2 separate regions of the Pan troglodytes genome follow, and region 2 is linked to region 1. A link is a contact called in public HiChIP or PLAC-seq data. All regions are on one chromosome and are shown on one strand. The core of a region is the stretch at or near the end of the contact, and the rest is flanking DNA. Distances in the headings are between cores, read along the strand shown. Region 1 holds the start of TET2 (tet methylcytosine dioxygenase 2). Region 2 holds the start of PPA2 (inorganic pyrophosphatase 2).

Evidence for each region. HiChIP or PLAC-seq counts read pairs in DNA pulled down with a chosen protein or histone mark.
Region 2: an H3K4me3 HiChIP or PLAC-seq map of stem cell-derived excitatory neurons shows a contact between it and region 1, with 13 times the contacts expected there. The contact joins the promoter of PPA2 here to the promoter of TET2 in region 1. A contact is called at or near these places in 4 of 7 Hi-C or Micro-C datasets (blood, induced pluripotent stem cells, a lymphoblastoid cell line and 1 more), 1 of 1 datasets of contacts at active chromatin or transcription factors (stem cell-derived excitatory neurons) and 1 of 1 other capture datasets (stem cell-derived neural stem cells).

What each region holds. Positions count from the first base shown.
Region 1 is chr3:106,599,926-106,604,490 of NHGRI_mPanTro3-v2.0_pri, reverse strand. It overlaps TET2 (tet methylcytosine dioxygenase 2), which reads right to left and starts at 2,026. Exons shown (of 9, transcript XM_009448088.5): 1 at 1,686-2,026. It overlaps LOC134809765, which reads left to right. Exons shown (of 4, transcript XM_063808471.1): 2 at 1,854-3,167. The coding sequence ends at 2,392.
Region 2 is chr3:106,929,429-106,933,745 of NHGRI_mPanTro3-v2.0_pri, reverse strand. It overlaps PPA2 (inorganic pyrophosphatase 2), which reads left to right and starts at 2,412. Exons shown (of 12, transcript XM_517378.8): 1 at 2,412-2,642. The coding sequence starts at 2,486.

The sequences.
Region 1 (4,565 bases), core at 777-3,276:
ACTCCCCTTAGTATTTCAACTTTCCATTAAAATGCAAATGTAATGATTTCATTAGCCAGGCAACAATACCCACAGTATCACACCAAACCAAACCAATGTCTTTTCTCTGTGAATCCCAACTTCCCTTAAGATACAATCTTATATTCCTATGATGGATCATTTGTTGATGAATATCTTTGAATTTGGGTTTCCCATTATAATCCCTGACTGAAGGGGAAAAAGCACAATGTGTGATTTGAGATATTAAATTCACGAATGTATTCCACTCCCTAGACACGTAAATATATAAATATTTCACTAAATTTTATGCACTAAATTTTACCGCTGGAAAATAAGCCTTTTCTCAATTCTTAAACATTAGATGAAGAAGGGAGAACTCCCTCAATGTAATTAAAAGTATATCATGAGGGGAATAACCAGCAAATAACACTTATATTTCATTTTTGGCCTTTCCAGGAGGCTATCCAGGCCACACTTCATTATGTCATAGGTAGAAAACTCTCCATACAAACCCTATTAGCTTAATAAAACTAGACAAGCAGTCCCAGTGAAAAGATTCAGCAAGATGCGAGTGAGGTGTGTGTGTGTGTGTGTGTGTGTGTATGTGTATGAGAGAGAGAGAAGAAAAGAGTAGAGAGGAGACACAGAGAGAAAGGCAGAGAGATGAAAGACCAAAGAGAGAAGCCAAAAGAGAAATTTGGATGGGACTGTTATAAATCTGCTCTTCACTTCTTTGCTGGGATTGGGTTTCATTTCTTTAGGCGCCCCTGACCTTGCAGTCTTGCAACTCTCAACGCTGCGCTCCCCACCCCCTCCCGCCCCCTCCCCGGGCCTGCGCCTGCCTTTGTGTCTGCCTGTCACTTACCAAGGAACCAAACGAAGCTGATTCGGGAGAAGCACAAAGCCGGGACACAGATTTGTCCATAAATTCTCTTACATACATTCCCCAGGCTGGAAGGCTCAGCCCAGCGCTGACTTATGTACCTTGAGAAAAGTGAGTTCTGGTCTTGTTTGGGGAACCAGAGAAACTATTCTTTCCTCTTTCACTCAGCGCCGCTAACAAAACGCGCGGACTTAAGGAAAAAAAAACCCCACTCAGTGTACTCCAATTCCACTCCCTGTGACATTCACTTCGTACAGCCCCCTAAAGGGGGATAAGAAGGTAGGAGGAGGCAGACACAAACCCAGACCCAGACCCTACAGCTGATAAAAGGGTCGAAAAACACCCTATCAGTGTTCTCTCTGAGGTTGTTCAGGATAAACGGGAGACTCGTTTCACTTACACGAAAGAAACAGGGGAAGAGGATTAAAGGGAAAAGTAGTGCCCCCAAAGCTGAACTATTTTAGAAAGGAAAGCAAATTTAAAAATCACTTTTCTGAGGATTAAAAAAGGCCGGGAAACCGGCTCGTCGGAGGCACAAAGGTAAGTTTTCTGGGAGATGAGGGGACGAGCATTAGGAGGAGAGAAGAGAACACAGAACTACAGGTTTAAAAGGGGTAGAGGGAATTAAAACTATATTTGTCAGCCATGTTGAAGAGGCTCCAGTAATTTGTGAAGCTTCCCTCTTCCCTCTTGGTATTTGTGGGTGACACTACAGGGTTTGCTCCCCAGTCCCTGGAAGCCCGAGAAAAAGCGAAGGGGAGAAGAAAGGGAGAGTTTCGCGGCATAAGAGAAGCGCTCTGACCTCGTTCTCGTCCCTCAGCCTTGCAGCAATCCAGCAGTTGCAGTCGGGTCTCCTTTCTAACAAATCCTAAAGGGCAGCCATCTTGCTTCCTTCTGCTTCTCTACGAAAGCAGCCTAGCCTCCGCATCAATATTCATAAGGCAGTTTGACGTCTGTTCTCATCACTCAGCGGGGCCGGCGTCTCGGGGCGGCCGCGCCGAGGGGGCGGACGTGACTTGCATGCGAGCGGGACCTGGGCGCGCGGCGCTCGCGAGGAGGCGGCGGCGGCCGCCCGAGCTCTCGCCGCTGCCACTGCCGCTACCGCCGGCTCTCCTCCTCCGCCCGGGCCTCCTCCTGCTCCGCCCCGGCCTCCTCCCGCTCCGCCCCGGCCTGCGCCGCCGCCCTGGGGCCCTCAGCCCCGGCTCCCAGGGAATTAGCCCCCCGCACCGGGCGTCCAGCACAAAGGCCGGCGGCACCTGGGGCCGTACAGCGGGGCGCGCAGTGGAGACCTGGGCTGCCCTCACGCCGTGCAGTGGCGCGGGGGGAGTGGTGCGCCCGGACGAGCGCGGAGTAGGGGCCAGGGCTGGCGAGCGCGGGGAAGGGTGCAGCCCTCGGGAACCCCGGGGACCTCGGCGGGTCTCCACCCCTGGGAGAAGACGCAGAGCAAGCGCGAAGGTTGGGGGCGAGGTGGGAGGTTGGGATGGCACGGGTGCCTGGACAAGGACGTGACATCTAAGATTTCCCTTTGAAACTTTTTGCTGGTCTGCACTCCACCACTTCGAGGTCCCGCGCACACGCCCCCGCGCGCACCCACCTCCTCCGGAGTGTACCCGCACGTGCCCTCGCTCTGGCCCCCGCCTCCACCCACTGGCACCTCTCCCCGCACCACACCTCCGCTTGCGCCCACCTTACCCTCAGAGGCCCGCGTCTCTATCTCCCTTTAGATCCCCTTGCCCGCGCTCTCTTTTCACTTTTCCGTCGCTTTAATCTCATTCAGCAGAAGCGCTCCCCTGTTTCACCGAGGGCATGCCCTTAGTGCTTTAGGGGCCTGTATTTTTAAAGACCCGACAAACTGGGAAATTGACCGAGTTCTGTTTCTCCCCGCCCCGGCCCACCTTCTGTTTACTTTAGCCACGTGGGCTGAGTAGAAGGGGGCGTCTCACAGATTGAAGATGGGTTTCTCACTAGTGACCCCCTACTTCTCGCTAGGAGGAAATAAACCTGCACTTTCAAATGCTTAAGTTGCCTCTCGTAAGAGCCTCTACTTTGAAGTAGTTTCCCCCCGTACAATTAAGTAATGAAGAAACCGACCGATACAGAGCTAATTCCGAATGACGGATGCTTGATTTTCCCTGACATTCGGAGCTCTGTAACTATGCTCTTCCTTTGACCGGAGTTTTTCTCTATTGCCGAGTAGTGTCACTTCCCCTTCTAATGCTCCTTTTTCTAATCATCAACTTTTTATTTGAAGATGAGATGAAGAACAAAGCCCATATGGGTCATAGTAAGTATCATATTACGTCAGATAGTCGTTTTTGAAATATTCCCTTCATCTTTTACATGTTCTTACATGACTGACGTTCAAATTTTAAGTGGGTATTTTGGTCACATCTTTTATGGGATCACTGCATGGTGATCACAGTACCCTTAAGTCAATACTAGTTATATTGTGTAACCACACTTTTTTTGGTCTGTAATTTTTTTAAAAGCGAAGCCCTAATTTTACGAAATCGGAATATTTCCTCTTTGAAGAGTGTAAAAAAGGGAACTCCTTGCAAGTGTCGCATTGTTGCTAAGAAGAATGTTTAGTGGGTCCAATCAAACTTTGTTTATTCCATTTTGAAACAAAGTTGACTCAGATTTCAGATTTTGCACAAACTAAGGAAAATAGTACATTTTCCCTTAAACATTTCAGGTGGGAATGACATTCCATGTTTTCTAGCTGTACACTAAAGTGTCACTTAGGTCTTGGAAATTGTTAATGCACTTTAAAATCTAAGCTGTTTGAAAGTTCTTTGTGATCTTTATTTCTTTCTATCTTTCTTTTCTTTCCTTTTCTTTCTTTCTTGAGACAGCCTCTCTCTGTCACCCAGGCTGGAGTGCAGTGGCGCGATCTCGGCTCACTGCAACCTCGGCCTTCCGGGTTCAAGCGATTCTTCTGCCTCAGCCTCCCGAGTAGCTGGGACTACAGGTGTGCGCCACCACGCCCAGCTATTTTTTGTATTTTTAATAGAGACGGGGTTTCACCATATTGGCCAGGCTGGTCTGGAACTCCTGACCTCCCAGAGTGCTGGGATTACAGGCGTGAGCCACCGCGCCCGGCTTGTGATGTATTTTTCAAGTCTAGGAAATAAAGTTCTCTCAAGACCACAACATACATTTATACAGTGCACAGTATTGCAGAGTTGTTGAAACATGGGCTTTGGAGTTTTACAGAGCTGAGTGACCCTTAACTCTATCTTTTCCAGTGTGACCTTGTGCATTTTACTTAACTCTGTCGGTATCGGTTTCTTTCAATCTGTTCAACAACCTGTAAGACAGCAGGGTTGTGGTGAGTTTTTAATAAGAGCACTAGGTAAGTGCCCAGGTAGTTACTACTACTACAGTAACAAACCATTTACTTCTAGGAGTTATTTTGTTTCTGACTATAGAAGTATATAATTATATATCTTCTTACATTTAATAATATGTGGAAAATATTATATTAGCATGTGTTTAATATAAAAGTATCCGTAGGTTCCTTTAGTTATAACTGGGAAATGATCTTTCAGGTCACCTCCCTCTCATTTCTTCTTTGAAAACTGCTCTCTGTTGTAACAGGGTGTTCTTGCCTATTTGGAATCATGTTTGGCTTGCAGTTGGTTTTACAACAGGCCCTGAACATTTTCTTGCCAACTTCTTT
Region 2 (4,317 bases), core at 1,163-3,662, 330 kb before region 1:
TGTCAATACCTGGACACCGTATCTCTTATTTTCTATTCTGGTCCTTCCTACATATTAGTTATAGTTTTCCTGAGCCACCAGTTTCAATTCTCTGTTGATGAATCTCTGGTGGTTTGGTATTTCATAAACTCTGGAAATGTTATTTCATGATTTTACGTGTATTTGTCTTTATTCTCCAACTTGTAAACTCCTGGGACTAAGACTTTTACTTGCTATATGATGACAACAGGAGATGTCAATAACGGAAATCCAACATGTTAGACTCCAAACGTCTAAATTTGAATATGTACATAATTAAACATTATGTAATAAACATTACCCTCAGAGTATTTTTAAAAAGTTTTAAAAGCTAACCTGATACCTATTATTATTTCCTATCATTTATATTATGCATTTTTAATTTTGATTCTCAAATATTCCAGTAAACTGTAGAGAATGAAAGATGGAAATTTAAGTGATTAAAAATAAATGTAAACCTACTTAACAAAAGTCAGTGTTTTCTTTTCTGAATGCATGATAACTTGGTAACATTTTACAATGCAATTTACAAAATAACAAGTTAGTGTCAAGATTTCATTTTAAGTAAACATTTATATTCAGAAACGTTTAGTATCTTTGTTGATTTCTTCAAATCAGGATGCATATAACTTGTTGTCAGTTACTAATAAAATATGTTGCCAGAGTTAAGAAAAGCTATTAGCAAGAGGGACCTCAGAACTTTATGCTGGATTATCTCAATAGATAACTTTTTTTTTTTAAACAGGGTGTGGCTCTGTTGCGGAAGCTGGATTGCAATGGCATGATTTTGGCTTCACTGCAACCTCCGCCTCTTAGGCTCAAACCATCCTCCTATCTCAGCCTCCCAAGTGGCTGGAACTACAGGCGTGTGCCACCCCGCCTGGCCAATTTTTGTATTTTTTATGGAGATGGGTTTTACCATGTTGCCCAGACTGCTGGTCTCAAACTCCTGGGATCAAGTGATCCTCCCACCTTGGCCTCCCAAAGTGCTAGAATTACAAGCATGAGCCACCACGCCCAGCCTGGATACTTTAAGTATCCACAGATCATTAGAAATTAGCCTACAACCTTGCCTCCATAGGAATTTGTCTTATTTAAATATCTAATCTTCAAAAGTTAATAGAAAAATTAAGCTTTTTTTCCAACATAAACAAAAATTATACAACTCTGTGATATATGCACAGAAGAGATTTTCTCTCCTTTTTATGGGAGCATTTGCCTTATAGTTATGCCTATTCAAGTTGACACATTACAAAGCTACCACTGTTGACAAAAACATTTTAGGATCTATAATCTTAGTAGAGTGTCTCTAAGTAGCTAGTCACAATATCTCCTAGGAATCCTTTCTGGAACTTGGGTAGACCAGTATCTCAATTTTAATGATCACACGATAATTGGAGATGCTGAAAGAACCTGGGTGCCCAGTAGGAAAGTAGCCTAGATGATGATAGTCCCAAAGAAGATGGACTAGAAAAAAATAAAATGACACTTGTGGCAGACTACTGGTTGTTCTACAATATCCATTCTCCCGGATATTGGCTCAAACCATCCTCCTATCTCAGCCTCCCAAGTAGCTGGAACTACAGGCGTGTGCCACCCCACCTGGCCGATGTGCGGTGGCTCACGCCTGCAATCCCAGCACTTTGGAAGGCCAACGCAGGCGGATCACCGGAGGTCGGGAGTTCGAGACCAGTCTGACCAACATGGGGAAACCCTGTCTCTACTAAAAATACAAAAATTAGCTGGGCGTCGTGACGCATGCCTGTAATCCCAGTTTCTCAGGAGGCTAAGGCAGGAGAATAGCTTGAACCCAGGAGGCGGAGGTTGCAGTGAGCCGAGATTGTACCATTGCATTCCAGCCCAGGCAACAGTGTGAGACTCCGTCTCAAAAACAAAACAACAACAACAAATAATAAAATAAAAGAAAGAATAAATAATCTCTACTGGGTTAGGAAATGGCCTCATGGAGAAGATGGCATTTGAGTAAGCTACTTAGGGTTTTTTTGCTCTGTAAGTCGGTGTCAACGTCACGTTTTCACGTGGTGGCCTGATCATTTTGTCTTACAGTGATGTCTTTGCGTGCATGTGCGCTCATCTCCTATATTGGACAGGGTCTAGAGCAGTTCCTGGCACAGAGTAATCACTCAATATTACATCACTATAATAAAAAATCATGATAGTAAATCTTGACGGGATAAATGAAGGCATGAATAAATGTTTGAATTAACGAGTGGCAGTGAGCTCTTCAGGGGTGGTGGGTCTTGTCTCACTCGTCTTTGAGCTGCGGCCTCGCTGAGGGCATAGTGCGCACAACTGGCTGGTGGCCCAGATTCCACTGGCAGGGACCAGGATCGCAGCCCAAGCGCCGGGGCGGGAGGGATGACTCCGGACGGTAGGGGGCACCGGCGTGCGGCCCGGCTGAGCCCCCAGGTAGCTCCGCGCGCACAGCAGGACGGTCATTGACGCCATGAGCGCGCTGCTGCGGCTGCTGCGCACGGGTGCCCCAGCCGCTGCGTGCCTGCGGTTGGGGACCAGTGCAGGGACCGGGTCGCGCCGTGCTATGGCCCTGTACCACACTGAGGAGCGCGGCCAGCCCTGCTCGCAGAATTACCGCCTCTTCTTTAGTAAGTAGCTCCCGGAGGTTCGCCGAGCGGCGCACCGGAGAAACCTGGGTGGGGGATGGAATGGGGGACACTTGGGACGCCCCGCGCGGTCTCCCTTCTCTCTTTTTGGGGCCCTCAGCGGTAGCCGCGCGGTCCAGGCCACCTTCCTTCCCGCGGGAGCGCGCACCGAGTCACGAGAACTGCCAGCGAGGAGGCGGCGGATCAAGACCCCAAAGCGGAGCGCAGAGGCGCAGGGCTGCCGGCTGGGGGGTAGACAGCGCCCTGTGCCCTGCCAGCCGCCCTCCCCGAGGGGTAGTCAGAGTGCAGGCGGCCACACCGCGGCGGCCTGCAGCCATTAGCCGGCCCGGCCGCCGTTCCTGGTTCACACAACTCAGTGAGGAAGGGAAGGCAGAGCCCGCCCACATGCCGGCCTTCCTAGAGGCGTAAGAAACCTCCTACTGCGGGAGCTCCCTGACGTCGGAGAGGCAGGCGGAACTTTGCGGATGCCTAATCCAGCGCGTCTTCTTTTTTTGAGGGACTCTGATGAAGGTTCTTTCCCAGAAGCTTGACTTGGTACGCACAAGTTTACACCCTGAGTGTGATCCACCATCCAAAGCCTCGTTGGTTCCGGAGCAGCCCCTTATCCTCCCCAAGCTGAACAAGCCCAGAGGGCTAAGCGACTTCGGGGGGTCCCTGAGTTGCCCAGCTCAGAGAAAGGACCCAGGTCTTCGTGACTCATTGTTCCGTGTACCGCATTGTTTCACTGTGTACGTTAACCGTAACTGAAAATAGCGATCTCGGTCGCTTGCCTTCACGCCCCACTGACTGCAGAGCCTTGGAGTGGTAGTATCAAAGTGGGCCTTGCATTATCGCTCCCCTTTTCGGAGCACTGGCTTTGGAGGCTTTCAGTTCTAAGCAGGCCCTCGAGTTCTTCACGTCTTAACTCTGTGACCCCGGACGAGTTTAAGTTGCTAAGCCTTGTTTTTTCTCATCCGTAAAATAGGGCTGCAAGTATTACATGACATTATATATGTAAAGTGATTAGTCACAGGGCCTAAAATATAAATTACTATTGTTAATACCTATAATCATTATAGATATTTGTAATTTATGAGAGATTTGCAGTTATGCTACATGAGTTTAGGGTCGAGGATTATTTTGTGGGAAAGAAGAGTTTGCCTAAAGTCGTGTGATTATAATGCAACTAGTACTAGAATTTCTATTTTCTTCAAAATTGGTTGCAGTTTTCACCCTATGCCACATATTTTCTTCTATCTTTGGTTAAGACTGATCAGGTGAACAGGAAGTCTCAAATTTCTGAATGGATTATGTTCTAAAAGGTTACCATGTGATGATTAATGGGAATAGTCAGAAAAAATTATGAAGTGGCAGTTCGCTTTTTAAGCAGATTTAAAAAAGGCCTGTCTACTGCAAGTATTCTAGATTTGCAATAAGTACGGTAATTAATAGATACCCAAATAATAAATATTTATGAAGTGTGCTAGACACTGTTAGGCATAGTACAGAGATTCACAATATTACTATAATTATGGAAAAAGTAAATACACTGGTTGAGCAAAAACAGGCTTGAGAAGCCTGGAGCGCACAGAGTAGTTGACCCAGTACCGGATTTGGAATGGGGAGTCCTAGGCCATAATCTTGGCTCTGCCGTTAACTCGCTGTGTGCTGTTGGGTG